Regions from separate parts of the Mus musculus genome. Here region 2 is linked to region 1. A link is a contact called in public Hi-C data. All regions are on one chromosome and are shown on one strand. The core of a region is the stretch at or near the end of the contact, and the rest is flanking DNA. Distances in the headings are between cores, read along the strand shown.

What was found. A called contact is a pair of places that touch in the nucleus more often than the background predicts.
Region 2: a contact with region 1 is called in a Hi-C map of the 63-12 cell line, with 2.0 times the contacts expected there. The contact joins two enhancer-like sites. A contact is called at or near these places in 1 of 484 Hi-C or Micro-C datasets (the 63-12 cell line) and 1 of 9 other capture datasets (embryonic stem cells).

Annotation. Positions count from the first base shown.
Region 1 is chr14:23,585,480-23,589,370 of GRCm38.p6, forward strand. The region is part of intron 5 of Kcnma1 (potassium large conductance calcium-activated channel, subfamily M, alpha member 1); the gene reads right to left. Among named protein-coding and RNA genes, the nearest start is that of Gm51422, 63 kb to the right of the region's middle. Within about 2 kb of position 2,197, at least 11 of the 459 cell types and tissues checked have an H3K27ac peak or open chromatin away from gene starts, as enhancers often do. A contact at or near this core is called in the 63-12 cell line, where this site is marked.
Region 2 is chr14:23,929,953-23,933,843 of GRCm38.p6, forward strand. All of the region lies in intron 1 of Kcnma1 (potassium large conductance calcium-activated channel, subfamily M, alpha member 1), which reads right to left. Among named protein-coding and RNA genes, the nearest start is that of Kcnma1, 72 kb to the right of the region's middle. Within about 2 kb of position 1,964, at least 19 of the 459 cell types and tissues checked have an H3K27ac peak or open chromatin away from gene starts, as enhancers often do. A contact at or near this core is called in the 63-12 cell line, where this site is marked.

The DNA.
Region 1 (3,891 bases), core at 947-3,446:
GAGAACAACCTCTGGTATCATTCTGCAGTTGCTATTGCCATGTTTTTTAATATAGAGTCTTTCGTTGGCTTAAAACCAGCCAAACTGGCAAGCCTGGCTGCCCACTGAGGCCCAGGGATCTACCTTGCCTCCCCATTGCTGGAATTATAACCACACTCTACCATACCCAGACTTATATGTGGGTGATAGGGACTGAAGTCAGGTCTCCATGCTTATGAGGAAAGCATTTTCACTAAGGGAGCAATCTTCCCAGCTCTTGAAGATACTTTTATTTTACCCTAGCCAGACCCAAGTTGGACTTCCAGGCTAAAAAATTATGAGATGAGGCACAGAGGCTGTGTTGAGGCACAACATTGTGGTGATAGGTTTCTATGTCAGTAGAAAACAACTACAAGCATCTATTATGGTGGTGAGGCTGACATGAGCCTAAGAAAAAGACTTTCTATCTTCCATTGGTTCAGACTATTCTGTGAAGTGCAGTCCTCTCCCCTCAGGGAGTGAGCTTCCTTTTCCATGGCAAGCTCTGCCCTCCACTACCAACCTCATCTGGGGCTCAGTGTTCCACAGAATTTTCTGTATCCCTGATACATAACACACACACACACACACACACACACACACACACACACACACACACACATACATATACACACACAAGCATATGCTACTCTCACTCCTCTGACCACTACCCCTCACCCCCATGCTTTCTGCTGTGCTTGGCAATTCTGAACTTAATTATATAGTAGGCAATGTTACCTACTGCCATTTCATGTCTGTTTATCTTGTTTCCAAAATAAGATTGAACCTTAGTCTCAAACAGGAACTATGTTGTGTCCTATTTTAACCTGTTGTTCTTGTTTTCTAGAATGTACACACACACACACACACACACACACACACACACACACACACACACACAAAGGATACAAAGTCATATTTTTAAGTAGATAGCCTCAATTTCGTTGTTGTTTTCCTCTATGACTGGCCACTAGCTCATTTTTCTATTTCATACTAGAGTGTTCTGTTTTCTAGTGAAATTTGTTGAAGGTGTTAAGGTCTACTGTTGGACCTAGAATGGATAAGTTCCATTCATTGGAGGCCCCAGTCACGCTCCTCATTCTGTCAGAGAGAGAATATGGGTAAAATCTGTTTAAAAACATGGCACAGCTAACAAAGAGGGAGGCTGTTTCTGTGATACTCACAAGCCAGTGCTAAGCACATAATACCTGCTCAATAAAAATTGGTTAGGCAGGGCTGTAACTGTGACTCGGGAGGGAAGCACTTGTCCAGCATAGACAAGGCCCAGGGTTTCAACTCTATCACTAAGATAATAAAAGGCACATCAGGCAACTGGTCAGTGAGTAAGCTTCTCCTATTCCATTCCTCTAACCACAGGAGATGACTTTCTACACAAACATCTACATGCACAAAGGTGGCATGGCTGACCGCGCATGGGGGTAGAGTTTCTAAAAGAACAGACAGATAAACGTGTTGTTCGTAGCTCAAAATAAAATCCTCCTCTCATTTCAGGGTGCACTTATTTTAGTGGTTGGGGTGAGGATTTTTGTGAAGGGATGAGCCCATGTGTGAGAATGGGAATTAAAACAAGCAGAGCTTTGCCGTCTGCAGACATAGATGCCGTCCCATCCTGCTGCCTTTTGTGGGGTCCCATCCTGCTCTATATGATTCTTTGGTACTTTAAAGTATGGAGGAAAAGTTAGAGAAAGAGGCTGGGATAGCTATTGCCCTGCTAGCAAAGTTTTCACTATGTTCTTAGTATGTAGCTTCCACACTAGAGCCCAGTTGTAACCCTATGAGGGAGCCGCCCTTGCTACCATCCTTTTACAGGGGATAATACTAAGAAAGCAGGACTGGAGGCAAGTAAGTGTGATCTTGCATCAAGAGACCCGTGGGCCAGTGGCTGAGGAAGAGCTAATTGAACTGGGACAGAACAGAGAGCTGGATTCTGATCTACTTCTCTCTGCTGAGTGTGATCACATGGAAGCCCTTGGTCCTCTGCAAGATCTACAAGCTGACGAAGTGCCCCGAAACTTGGGAGACACCATGCCACTTCTGTATGCTTCTCTGGTCCTCGTGGCATTTCTAGAAACTGGAGGTGGCAAAGGAGGAGTGCGAGAGAAGAGATATAGGAGTGTGCGCTCTTAAATAAGAGCTCTCCCCCTCCCTTCCGGCCCGAGGCAAAGCGTTGTGGGATGAGTAAGTGGGGATGGAGGAATGCCAACATCAAGCAGCAGAGTGGGTGCTGCCTTTCCCAAATCGGTCCTCAAAGCTCCCAATCTTGCAAGGTTAAGGTCAGAAGCTCAAGGTCAGCAAAAGAGTGCAGTGACATCATGTCAGACTGGGGAAAATTGTCCAAACAGGCTGTGTGAACTTGGACAAGAGAGTCAACCTCTCTGAGCTTCAGGTGCCTGGTCTGGAAACATGAAGTAATTAACAATTCCTACCTCATAGGTTTGATCTGAAGATTGAGAGGATTTAGGTAACAGATTGAATGGTAGGACCATTGCTGCAGCATTTGAATACTCACCATTGTTATGTTGGCTGTATTACTGAGTGTCTTAAACGGACATATATAAGTGATATATATGCTTTATTATATAATATGCAATCCTGTGCTAAGAATAAGAATGGCAACATGGTCTGGGTGGTGCATTGTAAGAGATACAGATCAGGCCCCTGGTAACCACTCTGGTTTTCAATCACCATGATGCCAGCAGTACCATGCCCCCACCCTCAAAACTTTGTGCAGTACTTCAGTAGTCTTATTTCTTGTATCTATCTTATCCCAAATCCCAGTCAGTGTGAAGGCAGTATACCTCCACTTTCCAGGATAAGGGAAAGGCTGTTCACACCTAATGGTCCTTTTCATCTTTGTAGGACTGTTTCCTGAGAACGTTCATTAGTTTCTGTGGTGGCTCATGAGTACAATGCTTGTTTCCCAGGGTGATAACCTATGTATTAAATCAGACAGAGGGACCTCCTAGTTTTTGACTAAAATGACTCTTCCGTAATAGGCAGGAAGGTTTGGGACTCCACCCAAGGGCAGTTACTAAGAAGCAAAAGCATCGTATTAAATGTTTTCTCCTGCAAGAGTGGACAGGTTCTTTTGATTGTTTTGGTTGGGTTGTTGTTGTTACTATTATTGTTGTTATTGTTAATGTTATTAATTTTATAATCCAGCATGCCATTGCTCTGTTTTCAGTTTCAACACTGATGCTTCCCATGAGGCTGCATCATTTATTGATTTCTAAAGTCCCTCGGTTCCTGCCCTTCTCAGAATTATAAGGCGGCAGTCTGTCAATGTCCTTCACAGACTGAGTGGAGAACAAGACCCAGTCACAAAGGTCACAAAGCCAATCGTCAGCTCAGCTGAGAAGGCTGGGATGCGCCAGCCCATGGACCTACTCAGGACGGAGATTTGCATGTGGCTCTCATGATCTGGACATACTGACCATTCTCAGCAAGCACATCTCAGAGCCAAGAAGCAAAACTTTCCCCTCAGCAATAAGTAAGTATGGTTTGAATGAGAAATCTGGGGCTAGGTGGCATCTAACTGAGGATATGCACACACGAGGGTACAATTACACAAGGCATCCAAGAGTGTGTAGGTGATCACTATATGTTATATATTAGAGATGCTTATGTTCTAAATATGTGACAGTTGTTTTCAAACCCAGGGCTTTGCAGGATGCAAGTACATCTTCCCACAACATTTTTAGAACATTATCTAACAATGTCTACAAAATAAATTATTCATGCTCTTTTACTTGGCAATGCCTCTTCTGGTAATATGGAAATATCTATAGGAATGGAATTTCACAAATACATGGATGATAGTGTTTATGAAAATATCGTTCAGGCTAGCAAACA
Region 2 (3,891 bases), core at 714-3,213, 340 kb after region 1:
CTTGACCTTCCTATCCCTGTCCAGAGGCCAATGTGTGGCCAAGATGTTCCCTTGATTAAGTCTTTCTGCTTGAACACAGTAATGTTTGGAAGTTTGAGAGAGAGTGTGCCTGGCAGTTTTAGCCTATGAGTGATAGATCACCTCTTCCCCAGGGTGGTCTGTATAGAGCCCCAAGAACAGTCACAGTTGTGCTGTTCAGCTCAGCTCCTCTGGGGGCAGCTCTTGGAAGTCCATTCCTACAAAGGAGACATCATGGTTCTCATCTGGTCCATCTCTCACGGACAGCCATCTGCGGATTCGTACTTGCACGGCCTAGCTCAACTGAGAGGAGCAAAAAGAAAAATGTCAGCAGCAGCAGAGGCTGGGAGTCACTGTGGGAAACCATCCCCTCCCCCAGGCAAATGGAACATCCCAGAAAGGAGCTGTGTACAGAAGGCCGGGAGCCTAGCTGGCAGGAGAGGAGAAAGAAACTCCATCACTGGAGAATGTGCCAGTGCCAAGGGGCCAGAAATCCTGATGGAGGAGGGATGAGGTGGGCAGCAGGAGCCTGGACCAAGTTTGGCTTCTGCTTCTGGAAAAGGCAGCACACTGCTGTGGGTAAAAACCATGAGGTCTGGGGACGTGGTCACTCCTGAGTTAGGACCATAATTCCTCCATTTTCAGCTCTGTGATTTCTGTGTCCTTTTCTGGGTCTGTTTCCTCTCCTGGAAACAGAAACAATATGCCTCACATAGTGTGGGGGCACTAAAGAGGGTAATATGGAGCCCACACCTGGTCTCATCTGGGCAGCAGCTGTGGTGAGTAGCTTGCAGACACACATCCTGCTCATCACCCTCACTTTGTTCTGTGAATTTCAATCATGTACCCTTCTAAGAACACAGAGTTTTGTCCTCCCTGCCTTGCGGTGGTTTTCATCATGGTTTTCTCTTGTCACAGATGACTGGGGAACCACTGTGCCCTGGGTTCCTGGGGCAGCCCATGATGTCACTCCCAGTAAGGGAAGACAGGAAGCAGTGATAATATTGCTTCATCACAAATAGTACAGACACTGGCATAGCAGAGATAAATAAGTCACAGTAATCTTCGATACATCTTTCATTAAGCTAAATTATAAACTTTTTTTATCTTTTGACCCTTTGTAAAACCTATTTTTAATATGCATTTTTGAAAAGGTGTTGCATTCATATTTTAAATGATCCCATGTTGGCTTCATGAGCTAATGGCCCTTCAGCCCAGGTAAGCATCCTCTCCTGCCACACTAAGAAGAGTAGCATCTAGGAGAGCAGAGGGCAGGGCTGGAATATGGCAACAGTGGCACTCCTGGGTGAAGTGCTTCCCAATGCCAGGCCCAAAGTGCGTAACAGTATCCTGTTAGACTGTCCCCAGGTTACCAAGTCTGAGAATCCAGTTGTTGGGACACAGAGAACACGTTCCAGGGCCAGACAACACTTTGACCCAGAGAAAGCCCCTGAACTATTCAGTCAAGGGCCCACCAGTCATGTCTCTAGGACATCCCACCTCCAGAAAGCAGACTGTCTCAGGGCTGTTTCTAAGTCATACCCCATCAGGAACTGAGTCCCAGTGTCCCCAACCCAACAGATCAACATCAGCAGCAAGACATTCCCAGAAAACAGCTGTACTGCCAGGAGCCAAACTCAAAGTGACCAAAAGCACAAGAGGCCCTTCCCACAAGAGTCACCCTCCCTTCCTGCGTTGCCTAGAGTGGTAGAGCCCAGGCACAGAAGCTGTGGTAGATCTAGTTTAAATAATACGGATCTCGTATTTCACTCTGAACATTCCAAATGAAAGGGTTCAAGTAGGGATCAATGTCTCTGTTGTTGTTCCAGTAGGAGACAGGGAACCACCAACCAAGGTCACTGCGAGTGGACGCTGAAGGGAGGAGCCCACAGGGTTGCTCTTCAAAGCAGACCTAACAAATTCCTTGGGGCCAAGCCAGGCCAGATTTTCCATAACCATGACAAGTCTGCTATTTTTCACCCTCTGAAAGCCTGGTGATACCATGGGGTACAGCGCAGAAACAACTATGATTCCCCGAAAAGGGTTCCAGACAAGAATGAAATAGCTCATCTCCAGTAAGGTAAACAAGATGACACAGAAATCCTGTGAGCAGTTTGGAAAGGAAAAAGTTCAAGGACCCCCGGTCTCTGGCTGGAGAGACTACCTTCCCAAGGCTGTGGGTGCTTAGAAGGTCATTTTGTTCAGAGACTCTACACACAGAGAAACCATGAGATCACAACTCTGTGGACAAAGCGGGGCCTAAACGTCCTAGAGAAAGTAGAAAACATTAAACAAGGAGGGTAGAGGAACTAAGGGGCTGTACTGAAATGTCACTGATGCCTCCAGCTTCCAAGATCATGTGATCACAAGCTCTGTTCAAAGGAAAAGCATTCCCTAGGGAGAACTGCCTAGTCCCCCTCTGGTTTGCAAACTGTGGCTTCCCTCCACACGCACGCACGCATACAGGTAGCTGCTATAAGAAAATGTATTAAACAGAGACTCCTCCTATCCAATCAAGACTGCAGGAGGGTGGTTTTCCTGGAGCAGTGAGGGGCCTGGTGTCAGGGGTTGGGGGAGCCAGAGAAATAGTGGCACACAGCTGATCTGCTTCTGGAAGGAGTTAGCAGGACCTGCCCTCCCAAGCCATGATAACCACATGACAAAGTCACAAATCCCTGTAGGGTGTCTTGGGACTTAATTTGAGCCCAAATAAAACTCAAGAGATCAAAGATCACTTCTGGCTATTCTACAAAGGGGGTATTAAAGAAAAAGAACCTACAAAGTGGGGATGAGAGGGGCCAGCAGCACAGGTATTAGAGAAGTGACCTTAAAATCAGGTTCAAGAAAGAACCAAGCTTCCTTCCAGAAGGAAGAAAAATATTTACTAAAGTGGCAAACCACTATTATGTATTTTTTCCCCAAGCTTCCTTCTGAATTGGATTTTTCAAAAAAGTTGTACCTCTGTTTTGCTTATTTGATTAACAAAAACAACAACAAAGCTCCCAATAGCTTCAATCAGAGTCGGTCCTACTGTGTTTTCCATTTCTATGATAAGTAAAATATGACTTAACTTTTCACTTCCTACTCCATCACTGAGGGAAGACATCATCAGGGTAGGGACTCACGCAGGAACCTGGAGGCCGGAACTGAAGCAGAGGCCATGGATGAACACTGCTTCCTGGCTTGCTCTCCATGGTTTGCTCAGGACCATTTTTCCCAGAGGTACCACTGACAATGGACTGGGCCCTTCCCCCATCAATCATTAATCAAGAAAAACAACACACAGACAAGCCTTCAAACCAATCTGATGGAGGTGATTCCTCAAGTTAGGGTCCTTCTTTCCAGGTGACTCAACACAAAGGAGTACAGAATCCTTTGCTGAAGTTAGAAGGGATATATCAAAACAGTGTAAAAACGTCATGGTGTAACACTTTGGAGATTAAACAGGTGAAAGGAAGACTGTACAGAGGCTCAAGTTAGACCCCCTGTGCCCAAGTGGCATTTGCCAATGAAGTAGTGGCTTGAGCAAAGCCAGGAATCCTGGTTGTATTCTGGAGCCTTGAGGGTTTTCTTGTATCAGCAAGGTAAAACTCACTACATTATTACAATCTTGAATCGATACATGAAAATTAACCAACATTGAAGCTCTGAGGGGCCCATACCAAACTTCAGGCTCCCATAGGCCTCCTAAGATCCCCTCAGAGAAGCTTGTGTGGAAATCTACAGAGCCCCTCCTCCACACAGTTCTCAGACATCACTTGGGTCAAGTGCCTGTGGCTAAAATCCCTTCTGTTGTGGAGATGTAAACGTCCCCTTCCTCCCTGAGTCCCCACGATAAAGGAAGGTAAGATTCCATCAGAGTACATTCTGGGG